Linked DNA regions of Cricetulus griseus: region 2 is linked to region 1. Evidence: chromatin contacts called from public Hi-C data. All regions are on one chromosome and are shown on one strand. The core of a region is the stretch at or near the end of the contact, and the rest is flanking DNA. Distances in the headings are between cores, read along the strand shown.

Region 1 (6,795 bases), core at 1,356-3,855:
GGCCTGAGTATACATGCTCAGGGACTTATGGATTCACTCAGAGGCATCCCATGGCCCTGAGAGTGTCCTGTGGATGGATGGAGGACTTCTGGGGTGAGGAACCCCACTGATTACTGTATTCTGTAGTTTAGAAACAAGAGACTTTGAATATCACACAGATCCCTTCTTCTCTATAACCTGGTCACTTCTGTACTTTGGTCCTGCTAGTCACTGGCCCACTGAAGGGACCAGGGATGTAGATCACAGCCTACAGTCCAGCCTGGCCTCAGTCCACCCAGCCATTTCAGCCTCTCCAAAGCCATGACAGAATCAATCACAGAGGCCACAGCCTAGGAGAGGGAAGGAGGTACCTGGCATCCATGATGAATGGATATCTGAGGTTACAGAAGTCCTTTACACATTGCAAGATGCTTTGTGGATCTCTGGTTTTCCTCCTGGATATCAGTTCCACCCAATCCTAACAATCAAGGATGTGTCCAGACATGTCCCCTGGTGCCATGGGGATAATACACACACTAAAGGTGTGAGAACACAGGTATGTTCACCCTCAGGAATGCAGGTAGTCTGTCCCCTGACCCTTGAGAACTCAAGAAGGAGTCTAGATACCAGGACAGCCAGAAATGCTCACACTAAGCCGGGCATTGGTGATGCACGCCTTTAATCCCAGCACTCGGGAGGCAGAGGCAGGCGGATCTCTGTGAGTTTGAGGCCAACCTGGTCTCCAGAGTGAGTGCCAGGATAGGCTCCAAAGCTACACAGAGAAACCCTGTCTGTCTCAAAAAAACAAAAACAAAGAAAAAGAAAAGAAAAGCTAACACTACTATGCTTTGGTTATGGTTTGAGTTTCTAGTAATGGAACCTTAGCCCCCAACTTGGCAACATGAAGGTAATGGGACCTTTAAGAGGTGGGACTTAGTGGGAAATGATTAAGTCACAGGGCGCCATCTTTGGAAGGGTTGGGAGGAAACTTATTAAGTGAGCCTGCCCTCAGTCCTTCCTCACTTAGCCAAGTTTGGTACGATGGGCACTCCAGGCCTCACCAGGACCACAGAGCCAGGGGCTTTGGATGATCAGACTCACAAGTCAGATAAACTTCTGTCAAATACCCATGACCTATATATAGTTTTGCAGAAGAGATAGACTAATGTCTTACTTTGGGTTATTATTGCTGCGACGAAACACCATGACCAAAAGCATGGGGAGGAAAGGATTTTATCTGACTTCCACTTCCACATGGTAGTCCATTGTTGAAGGAAGTCAGGACAGGAACTCAACACAGGAGCCTGGAGGCAGGAGCTGATGTGGAGGCCATGGAGAGGTGCTGCTTAGCCGGCTTCCTTATAGAACCCAGGGACAGCAGCCCAGGGATAGCCCCACCCACAATGGACTAGGCCCTCCCATCAATCACTAATTATGAAAATGCTCTACAGACCTGCCCATAGCCAGATCTTATGGAGGCATTTTTCTCAATTGAGGTTCCTCTCTCTTGGATAACTAGCTTGTGTCAAGTTGACAAAACTAGCCAGCACAGCTTCACCAGACAGTTCCTGTGTTCACTGTTTCCCTGTGTGTGCCTAAAAGAGGGCCTGTAGCTACTTCTGAGTATTACATTAGGAAGGAGATGAAAGTGTTACTCTGGTGGAAACTGGTGATGGGCAAAGCACTGTGGAAAAGTGCTCAGGAGGAAGGGCATCTGAGGTTGTGGGTACAGTACTGCAGGCAACTTGTGGAGTCTTGCAATGGCACTAATGGGGTGAATGGCAAGAAAGATGTTTCCACCGGAGTGGACCAGATTGCATGAAGACTAGGAAATTGGGAAGTCTAGGCATGGATCCCTGCAGAGGCTTAGCTGAGAAGCCATGTTGGGATTGACTTTGGAAGTCCTTGCTGGCTTGGCATGCTGGCTGGCTGGCTTGCCTTGATGGCAAAGGCTGAAGAAACATTTGGTGTGGTTGTCACTAAAGTCAAAGGGGTTAAAAGGCATTTGAAGGCATTCTTGAATGTGTCTGTTGAGTCAAATCAAGACACTGAAGAATGCATGCAGATGAACTCCAGCTACATGGATGACAAGTAAATGAGATCTGCTGGAGCTGATACCTGTTTCAGGGAAGGGCACCTGCCGGGTGTCCCCCCTTCTGCTGATTCCTCAGATGCATTCCCATTGTGAGGACTTGTCATGCTGTCTCCTGATGTGTGAATGTTTGTCTTTTATAATTCAATGAAAATCTCATATAACCCGCTTCTCCCCTCCTTGCTTTAAGGCCTGGTACATGTTTGTTTATCTGTGCACAGGGCTCTGTCTATGGTTTTATTGAGGGAAAATGGGACTCTGTTCTTAAATTGCCATTTCAGAACCGATGTCCAGTTGGCATCCATTTATCTGATGTTCTACCCAGTCTGAAGTGAGTGTAATCCATAACCACTTGTTTGTCCCCAAGGCCATGGCTAGGAGAGGATATTGATTTGTAAGAGTTACTCATGCTGACCAGGGAATGGTCACTGGCCATTTAGCAAATGTCACCCAGCTGACTCAGCCTAGAGAACATTTGGTTCTTGTGGTGTCTGAGGAGAACAATAAACGCAACTCCTTCTCTCAGAGAAGTGCTTCTGGGTGTGGTCCCTACTGAAGGAGCCTTGATCTCATCTAGGAATGTGCTAAGTGCAGATGCCTCAGCCAGGCCTATGGCCTGCTCTGTCAGAAAGTCTCGAGAAAGGGGCCCAGCATGTTTCTTAGCCACCCTTCCAGATGAGTCTGATGTACATTAAATGAGAAACCAGAGCTGAGCAACAGGGCAAAAGATCAAGTAGGTGATGGCAGGAGGATCACCTTGACCCTGACTGAAGCTCCTTGCTGGAGTGCGCAGACCTTGTCTAGGGCAACCAGACTTCCTGTCTAACACTGAATCCCAAGGCAGGCTCACCCTCCCTGTGGTCAAGAGATGGGGGCGGGGGGGGGGGGGTAACCTGTGGATTCTATGCAGATAACCAGCTCGACCAAAAGAAAACTTGAGAAACAGGGTCCTCCCCAAACTCTCCAGTCAATGCCTCCATCTTCCTGGAAAGAAATGCAGAGCACATCCTAGGGCAGGGGCTGAATGCTCACCCCTGCGGGTTCTCTGGGGAGAAGGGAAGCCTCCCTACCCATGTGTTCCTTCATGTGCTTGTGGGGTTGGTGGTGATTAAGCCTTCATCTCCTCCCCTCTGCTGGTGACACTATAGGCTTTGGGTTTCTGAGCCATCAACTTCCAGCCCATTTGTCCAATGATGTGCAGAAGAGTCAGAAAAGTAGCTACTAGATCATGGTCAGTGAGCACCTGATGTGTTTGTTCTGTCTCTGTACATGGGGTGGATGGACAGTGAGTGCCTGAAGGGTTGTCTCTGCACTGGGGGCTGGACTTGATAAGCTCTGATTTGTTTCGGCATTTGAACATAAACACTTTTAATCCTCCTGGCTCTACTGTCCATCTGTGCCATCCAGCCATCTTCTGTTTAATATTAAAAACAGGCAACTTCTTTCCCTTTTCCAAGATGACACATTACAAACAAAGTAAATGTAGAAATGGAGGCGTCAGACTCACTCCTCCCATCCAGGAGCCCCTTTTACAGCAGAGGAGTAGGAAGCCCTGGCTGGAGCAATTGGTCCAAGGTCTAGTCACTAATTCCCACTCATTTATAGCAGAGTACACACTACAGGCTCCCGTCTTCCCACCCCCTGAGGAAATCCTTAGGCCTCTGCTTGCAGGAAGCCTCTCCATGGGATTACCCCTCACCCCACCACAGCCATCTCTTCTCTGATGGCTTCTGCCTGTGCAAGTCACTAGTCACTGCCAGAAAAGCTGCTCAGAAAGGTAGCACTGGCTGTGGAGAGCAGGCTTTCCTTTGAGCAGAAGACTGGAGTCTCTGGAGTCTGCAAAGAGGTGAGATTAAGGACGGCTGTGACACACAGTCCTGCAGCACTGCCAAGGTTCAGAACTCACAGCCTGATGACTCCCAGCTGCTTCCAGCCCCCAGTTTCCCCCCCCTTTTAAAACACAAAAAGTAGTAGTCTTTCAAGGACTCTGAACCCTCCCTTGCCATAGTGTGTTTCAATCTGGGGCCCAGCATATCCTTGCTTTCTGACTGAATGGTTGTGTGCCAATTTCTGTTTATGACCAAGGCCTACTGAGAAACATCAACAATTTGATAAGACAGCACCGCAAAGCACGATTATCCTTTAAGTTATAAAAAAAATGCTGATAACAAAAGACCTTGAGTGTGTGTGAGGACAGTGTTAATAAACATTTCTTGGTAGTAAACAGTATTATGTTAGATAGATAGATAGATAGATAGATAGATAGATAGATAGATAGATAGATAAAGGGCTGTCTGCTTGTGTGTCCTCTGTATTGCCTTGGTACCTCTGAAAACCACCGACCAATTAAAAAAAAAAAAATTCTAACGTGGCATTTTTTTTGCGTGGTTTTATGAAAACCCTTAAAGTCTACCTTTGTGCCTGGCAAGTACCTGTCACATTCACCACATTGTTGCAGCATGGCATATTCTTAAGGTGACAGTTTGCAATGTGACTCAGCTATCTGAATAGTCACCCTAATGTCAGATGGCTGAGTCACACTGCAAATTGTCACCCAATGCTTCAGTCCTTGCACATTCAAACCTCCCCCAGCCAGGACCGGTGCCATCGCATGAATTACTAATGCCGTGTCGTGTCCTAGCTCTGCTACCAAACCTCCTCATCCTTTCTCCAAATGCTGGCTTGCTTCTTAGTAACGCTCACTTGGTGAAAGATGAGAAACTCAGATGGGTCAGGTAAGTCCCAGTGGCCAGCAGGGCAGTGTCGGTAAAAGGGTGACCCTCACTGTCTGCCACCGAGGTGCAAAACGAAGTGGGAATCCAGGCACCAGATGATGTTAGAATATATTTATTGCTACATTTATATACAATTATACAAACAGCCTAGACAGGAGGGGGTATGCCATATCGGTTTCTGCAGATTCCACAGGAGTATACACAGAGGGAGATGCCTGCCACCAAGACTGCTCTTAAATGAAAGCCAAAGATAAGTCACATACATTTTTTAAAAAGTGGAAAAGTCTTGATAATTGTCCCCTTAGATTCCATCTTATGAGCTAGTCATGCAGAATAATATTAATAATAATAATAAAAAGCAGGGGTGGGATGTTCAGGGGGATTTCCAGAAGCCAGTGCCTTCCAGCATCTGTTTGAGAAAATGGCATCTAAAAGCGAAGCTCAGCAGATGCTAGCTGGCTAAGGACTGCAGGGTCGGCAGACATCCCAAGTCCTGGTCCATCTCCTGAGGTCTGTTCCTAGGAAAGACAGTGAAAAAGTATAGGAAAGAGAATAACAGCAAGAGGAAAACCAAAAGCAAATGGTGTGTGTGTGGGGGGGTAGTATCAGCAAATGCCTCAGTTGATGAGGACTAGTCCATCCAGTTGTCCCGGAGCTACTAGAGTTTGGGGGTAAATGCATTCAAGACCCAGGGCTGTCTCAGTACATCCTTAGTCTAAAGCTCATCATGGGTCAGCTGCCAGGGACCTGTACAGACAGATGATGGGAAAGTCAGAAGAGAGAACAAGAAGAAATTTTAACATAAACATTACCAGGAAGGATTTCAAAGGGCATGACCCTAAAATTGGTGTTCAGCACTGTGGGAATGTTCCGGGGCTGTGCAGGGGCTGGAATGCTGTGGAGGAAATGCCAGGAGGCGCAGGCTGCTCTCTGACCCCATAGCAGCCAGAATTGTTTGGGGCCTCAAAAGAAATTAGAGCAGCAGGTTTGGGAACATTCTGACCCCAGAATCATGAAATGGATGTAAAATTACAGTCTAAACATTCTGCCCATCACGTCACGGTCACAGACATCTCTGGTATGGGGAAGTGGGGGTGGGACGAGGAAGAGAACAGCCCAAGGAGTGAGCTCACCTTACTGACATTAGCTCCACGTGGCACATACCTCAGGTCACTTCATACTTCAGGGAACCCACACAGACAAGCCTATGGTCAAATCTGACCCAGGCCTTTTAAGCAAAACTTAGCCCAGGGCTTTGCAGAGAACCCAAAACTTGAATTTTGAGAACAGGAAGCCAGTCATCCACACTGTGGCAGCTGATTAGTCATATTTGGCTCTAATCTAGCCCTAAGACTATCGAGGCTCCACCACATAGCAAAACAGCCAGCCAGTTCCTGTCTGTGGCTTTGGATGCCACCTCCAATTTCTTGCCAGCAGAATCCCACAGGTAGGCAGGGTGACAGGTAGTTCTGGAGAGACACCCCAGAGATGGAAGAACTAGGCCTGAAGGACAACTAGTCCGTTTCCAGTGACAATAGACTGTGGAGACCACAGCCCTTCCAAGGCTGACAGCTATATGACATTTCAAGCTGAACGATGCAGCCGCTGCCAACTCCCTTGTTCCTTTCATGAATTCATTTCTGGATAATTCAGAATCTATCACTAGAGCTTGGCTGCTCTCCTGAGTCAAACTGACAAGAGCTCAGAGGCAGTCTCCCCAAAGAGCACAGGTATTAACAGGTAGAGGTCACTGAGAAAGAGTAGAACATGCAGCCTATTTTCAGCTGAGGTTTTTGCTAATCAAACAAAATAGGATAATGAATTTCTGCTCTGGAAGACAGGGTTTCCGGATGAAAAGCCATGGAGAGTATTGTTTGCAGTAATCTGTGAATGTTTAGGCTGTGCTTCCAGCAGAGATTTTAGTTTAATTCATTAATTTACTTATTTATTTTTGCCACAGTGTTTATTCTGTGTAATAGCCCTGGCTGT
Region 2 (6,795 bases), core at 2,925-5,424, 200 kb before region 1:
CGTTTGTGGCGCACGCCTTTAATCCCAGCACTTGGGTGGCAGAGGCAGGTGGATCTCTGTGAGTTCGAGGCCAGCCTGGTCTACAGAGCGAGTGCCAGGATAGGCTCCAAAGCTACACAGAGAAACCCTGTCTCAAAAAACCAAAAAAAAAAAAAAAATAGAGACTGAAACCTGGATGAAGAAGACAGCCCCAACACTCATGCAACCTCCAACACCAAGCTAGGAAATACACAGTTGGTATTTAGCTGTCGGCGGTAAGTGATGGGTTGGATGGAGAAACATTTTAATGATTTAGGATGTTATTCACTTGTAATAAAAAAGTAATTTTGTTTCTTCCAAACCTCCTGATTATTATGGAGATTTTTCTGCTGAGTTTTATTCTAAAAAGGCATTATGAGCATCAAGACTGACATAGCCATAAGGGATTGTGGAAAGTTTAATATCTGTTGATGGGGATGAGAAAGGAAATTTTCCGTTTTTAAAATTGTCAGATAACTTTTAAATGGATAACATTAAATTACTGTCAGAAATGTTCAATATTTTCTCATCTGCATACAGTTGTTTCTCAGAAGATGAAAACTGCAATCCAGTTTATTCCGTTTTATTAGAATGTCATGGCCATTTTTCCACTTTGTCCTGAGCTTACTACGAAGCTCCTGCCAAGATTAAGGAGAGGGTGTTAAATGATGTCTGGGGAGAGGGGGTTCTCAGAGAGTAGAATAAATCAGATCAGACAATATCTCTGACTGGAATAGTTTTAAGATAAGATGATTAGGTTGGGAAGTTGGCTCAATCAATAAAGTACCTGATGGACAATCAAAAGAGACCCAAGTTTAGATTCCAGCACCCACATTAGAAACCTGGTGTGTTTCATCAAAGTGGTAGGATACAAAATTAACTCAAAAAATATCAGTAGCCCTACTATATACAGATGATAAACATACTGAGAAAGAAATCAGAGAAACATCACCCTTTACAATTACCACAAACAACATAAAACACCTTGGGGTAATGCTAACCAAGAAAGTGAAAGACCTGTATCGTAAGAATTTTGAGGCTTTAAAGTAAGAAATTAAAGAAGATACAAGAAAATGGAAAGATTCTCCCATGTTCTTGGATAGATAGGATAAACATAGTAAAAATGGCAATCTTGCCAAAAGCAATTTACAGATTCAATGCAATCCCCATCCAAATCCCAGCACAATTCTTCACAGACCTTGAAAGAACAATAATCAACTTTATATGGAAAAGCAAAAAACCCAGGATAGCCAAAACAACCCTGTACAATAACGGAACTTCCAGAGGCATCACCATCCCTGACTTCAAGCTCTAGAATAGAGCTATAGTCCTGAAAACTGCTTAGTATTGGCACAAAAAAATAGGCAGGTAAACCAATGGAATCAAATTGAAAACCTTGATATTAACCCACACACCTATGAACACATGATTTTTGACAAAGAAGCTAAAATTATACAATGGAAAAAAGAAAGCATCTTCAACAAATGGTTCTGGCATAACTGGATGTTGGTGAGTTGAAGACTGCAGATAGATCCATATTTATCGCCATGCACAAAACTTAAATCTAAATGGATCAAAGACCTCAACATAAATCCAGCCACACTGAACCTCTTAGAAGAGAAGATAGGTGGTACCCTGAAACAAATTGGCACAGGAGACTGCTACCTGAACATAACACCAGTAGCACAGACACTGAGATCAACAATTAATAAATGGGACCTCCTGAAACTGAGAAGCTTCTGTAAGGCAAAGGACACAGTCAGCAAGACAAAATGCCAGCCCACAGAATGGGAAAAGATATTCACTAACCCCGTATCTGACATAGGGCTGATTTCCAAAATTTACAAAGAACTCAAGAAGCTATTCTCCAAAACACCAACTAATCCAATTAAAAAGTGGGGTACAGAACTAAATAGATAATTCTCTATAGAGGAGTATAAAATGGCAGAAAGACACATAAAAAAGTGCTCAACATCCTTAGCCATCAGGGAAATGCAAATCAAAACAACTCTAAGATACCATCTTACACCTGTCAGAATGGCTAAAATCAAAAACACCAAATGACAGTTTATGCTGGAGAGGATGCAGAGAAAGAGGAACACTCCTCCACTGCTGATGGGAGTGCCAACTTGTACAGCCACTTTGGAAATCAGTATGGCGACTCCTCAAGAAAATGGGAATCAGTCTACCACAAGATCCAGCAATTCCACTCCTAGCCATATACCCAAAAGAAGCACATTCATACAACAAGGACATCTGCTCAGCTGTGTTCATGGCAGCATTATTTGTAATAGCCAGAAACTGGAAGCAACCTAGATGCCCCTCAACTGAGAAATGGATGGAGAAAATGTGGTACATTTACACAATGGAGTACTACTCAGCAGAAAAAAACAATGGAATCTTGAAATTCGCAGGCAAATGGATGGAACTAGAAGAAACCATCCTGAGTGAGGTAACCCAGTCACAGAAAGACAAAAATGGTATGTACTCACTCATATATGGATTTTAGATCTAGAGCAAAGAAGTAGCAGCCTACAATCCACACTGCCAAAGAAGCTAGGAAACAAGGAAGACCCTAAGAAAGATACACATGGTCCCCAGGAGAAGGGGAAAGGGACAAGATCTCCTAAGCTAATGGGGATCATGGAGGGAGGGGAGAGGGAGTTAGAAGAAAGAGTGGAGGACAGGGGGGAACAGGAAGATCTAGTCAGGGGAGGAATGGAGGAGAACAAGAAAGGGATACCATCACAGAGGGAGCCATTATAGTTTTAAAGAAAATTCTAGCACTAGGAAAATGTCCAGAGATCTACAAGGTCGACCCCAACTAACAATCTAAGCAATAGTCGAAAGGCTACCTTGAAAGCCCTTCTCCGATTATGAGATTGATGACTACTTTATATGCCATCCTAGAGCCTTCATCCAGTAGCTGGTGGAAGCAGAAGCAGACACCCACAACTAAACACTAAGCTGAACTCTGGAATCCAGGTGCGGAGAGGAAGGAGTGATGAGCAAAGGGTCAAGACCAGGCTGGAGAAACCCACAGAAACAGCTGACCTGAACAAGGGGTCGCTCATGGACCCCAGACTGATAGCTGGGAAACCAGCATAGGACTGTACCAGAACCCCTGAAGAAAGAAGTCAGTTTGGAGATCTAGTTAATCTGTGGGGCCACTGGTAGTGGATCAGTTTTTATCCCAAGTACACAAATGAACTATGGGAGCCCTCTCCTCATATAGGGATACTCTCGCAGCCTAGACACACTGGGGAGGGTCTAGGCCCTGCTCCAAATGATATGACAGACTTTGAAGATCCCCCCAAGGAAGGCCTCACCCTACCTGGGGAGCAAAAAGGGATTGGGATGGGGGGTTAGTGGGAGGAAGGGGAGGAGGGGAGGGAGAGGGAACTGAGATTGACATGTAAAAGAAGCTTGTTTCTAATTTAAATAATAGAAAGAAAGAAAGAAAGAAAGGAAGGAAGGAAGGAAGGAAGGAAGGAAGGAAAAAAGAAAGAAAGAAAGAAAGAAAGAAAGAAAGAAAGAAAGAAAGAAAGAAAGAAAGAAAGAAAGAAAGAAACCTGGTGTGGTGGCTTTTGCCTGGAACCACCCAAACACTAGGAAGAAGAGGGAGGGAGACAGACCCCTGAAACTCATTGACAGAAGGCTACAAATCCACAAGCTTCAGTTCCGATAAGAGACTGTCACAGAGTAAAGATAGAGAGCATGGAGGAAAGACTTCACTCTGGTCTTCAAAGTCACGCATATGCACTTCCTCCCACAGGCACTGCTGCACACACACACACACAAACCAGCGCATTTCCCACACACATACAACAGAGAACACAACCAATTTTAAAAATCAAGAATGAAATTAAATAACAAAAATTAGATTATTTTCCTCAAACTTAGATTTTTTTTTCTCTAAGTGACACATAAAAAGACTTTTGAAATGAGAAATGCAAAAATAGCCTTTCTTCACACTTGAGGGTTTATACTCTGTGTGTGTGTGTGTGTGTGTGTGTTTTCATTCAAGGGCATGAGAAAAAGTGAGAAACACATCATTATGTTATCTTAGCTCTCTTGGGGCAGATTCAATCTTAGCTCTCTGCCCTCAGAAGAAAGAAGACAATTGAGCATGATGTAATCCAATGAAAACTTTGTGGTTTCTGCTGGGAATGCAATGTTCTGTGCCAACCATGCAGAACTGGGAGGGAGTTAGCGCTTCTCAAAGCACTGCAGAGATCATTTGCCAAACAATCCCACTTCGGTGCTAGCTTAGTCCCTTGGTTCCTGTGTGACCATCCTTTTCTCTAGCTGACCCGAGGACCATTCCCAACACAGGTTACACTTAAATATTTCTGGATTGAGGTCTTGCTAAAAGATAATATATGCCTGATTATAATTGAGAGGAAATAAATTTATCTAAGCAAGGGAGTTTTTGTTTTTAGTTAATCAAGCTGGTAGAGTCGTCATGTTGCAGGACTGACAGGAGAAGGAGAGGGGAGGATACAGAAGGATACAGAAGGTATTCGTCTAATTTGAGAAAACAAATAAGGTCGCTTTTGTGTTCCTGTGTTCAGAAGGGAGAAGTAAGAGAAAATAGCATGCATTGAGTTGTCTGCCATGTCCCAAACACTCTGTTAAGTTGTTTAATATTTCAACTATAACATTAACTATTCTAACCTCTTTCTGGTGAGAGAATTCCTCGGAAAAAAATTTAAAAGAAGAAATAAAAAGAAAATGATTTTTTCAATGCCAGTGCAGGCAGAAGTCTTACCATTGACCAAGCCAAAGTTCTCAATTTTTTCATAACTGTCTAAAGAGTTTGATACCAATGTTAAGTTTATTTTTTCTAACATATTTCTACATCATGCACCACAATCACACTCACTTTCCAATCCTTCCAGGTCTACCCCCATCCTTGTGATCCCCCCCCAAGAAAAGAAGAAAAGAATAGTAAGTTCAATTTGTATTGCTCATATATTCACTGGAGCATAGTCAAATTCCCAATAGTCAGTCCCTTAAAGAAAACTGAGTCCTTCCCCACCCCAGCAGAAGCCATCGATTGTGGAAAGCTACACTTCAGCATCCTTATCACAACTATTAAGAATTCTCTTTGATGGCTGTCTAGGCTCTTACTTTGGAGGGGGGTTTAAATTTTTATAGAAGCTTTCTGTGTCCCTCTCTCTCAGCTGTTGAATCTGCAGTCATAGATACTACCACAAAAGTGGCTTCCGTGCCCTTTGCAGTCAGTGGGAGCATGGATCATGAACTTCCACATGTTTTCTAGAGACAGCACAGACCACAGATATCCACATGGCCTCCAGTGTTAGCAAGTGCCACAGACCTTTTTATGATCTCTGGTGGCAGTACAGATCACAGAAATCAACATGGATATCCTGCTATTGCCCAGAGTCAGGGTCCTGGCTGCCATACACCTCCTTGCCCTCAGTGACTGCTGCCTTGAGCCTCCCAGGCACCACTGCCCCTCACTCTCCATCTCCCAGCAAGGCATGCAGCATTGGTTGCAGCCACAGCAGCCCCATATTGGGGCCAGCAGTGCCAATCCTATTCAGTAATGACCTATTTATGCCAGAGCTCCAGGCACATCTCCCTGTCATCCGAGTTGGCAGTCCCATGGCTTATTGGGTACAACCTTTATGCTTGCAGCCTGCTGGCTGAGACATGGCAGTGAAGGGTATAGATTCGTCATTCTCTACCTTGCAGGGCTCTGTTCTGCCATCTTTCTTTCCAATTTCATGAGTTCACCTTTTAAAAGCATCTTCCCATAAGACTTGCCTTCTCCTCTTCCTCCTCCTCCTCCTCCTCCTCCTCCTCCCTTCTTCCTCCTCCTCCTCTTCCTCTTCTTCATTATTCCAGAGCTACTGCAGGCTCTACAGACTCCTTTTCTGCGTGCATCACCCCTCAGAGCCTCCAGGGGTCTCTCAGACTCTTCTGAGCTCTATGGTCCATCTATGTTTTCTTCCCCAAAGTCAGCTTTAACCAAGAGCCAAAAAAAAATTTTTTTTTAATTAGAAGGCTAGAGAGATGGCTCAGCAGCTAAGAACAACTGCTGCTCTTGCAGAAAACCCAAGTTTAACTCAAAGCACCCACAAGCTCACAGCCATCCAGAGTTGGATTTCCAAGGGATCTGGTACCTTCTTTTGGTCTCTGATGGTACCTGGCACACATGTGGTGCACATACATGTGTGCAGGCAAATATTCAAACACATGAAGTAAATTTTGTAGAAATTATTTAATTAGCTAATGGTATAATGTGGTTTTAAAGTACATGGACATGGTGGCATACACATTTAATCTCAGCACTTGGGAGGCAGAAGCAGACAGATCTCTATGAGTTCAAGGCTGGCCTGGTCTACATAGAGAGTTCCCAAATAGCCTGAGCTATGTAGAGAGACCTTGTGTCTAAAAACCCTCATAAATGTGTATGTGTGTGTGAGTGTGTATGTATCTATATATTTAGAGAAAATATAGTCTATACATTTAGAGAAAGTAGGTTGTGATATATATTATGGTAATGTATTAAAGTAATATATATTACAGTCTATATTTGTCTAAGACATATAATTGTTTAAAAGTGAATCTGTGGTGGTAATTTTAAAGACTTTTTTAAATTGATTCTTTTAATGGATTTTGAAAACTATAAAAAGTGAGGAAGAGCTAACAATTCCATTTCTCAATCTACCTACTGTTAAGACATGCTATCCTTTTCTGGTGGTAAATTAGATAAATTATGAGGGAAGAAAGAATAAAGGGGAGTAC

The links. Hi-C and Micro-C count contacts between places; a contact is called where the count stands out from the background.
Region 2: a contact with region 1 is called in a Hi-C map of the CHO-K1 cell line, with 4 times the contacts expected there. The contact joins two enhancer-like sites. A contact is called at or near these places in 2 of 8 Hi-C or Micro-C datasets (the CHO-K1 cell line and fibroblasts).

The regions. Positions count from the first base shown.
Region 1 is chr4:163,805,886-163,812,680 of CriGri-PICRH-1.0, reverse strand. LOC118238777 (a long non-coding RNA gene) reads right to left here. Exons shown (of 2, transcript XR_004769868.1): 1 at 5,940-6,795; 2 at 4,903-5,324. Among named protein-coding and RNA genes, the nearest start is that of Zc3h12c, 67 kb to the left of the region's middle. Within about 2 kb of position 2,605, at least 2 of the 6 cell types and tissues checked have open chromatin away from gene starts, as enhancers often do. A contact at or near this core is called in the CHO-K1 cell line and fibroblasts, where this site is marked.
Region 2 is chr4:164,011,595-164,018,389 of CriGri-PICRH-1.0, reverse strand. No RefSeq gene overlaps it. Among named protein-coding and RNA genes, the nearest start is that of Zc3h12c, 140 kb to the right of the region's middle. Within about 2 kb of position 4,174, at least 2 of the 6 cell types and tissues checked have open chromatin away from gene starts, as enhancers often do. A contact at or near this core is called in the CHO-K1 cell line and fibroblasts, where this site is marked.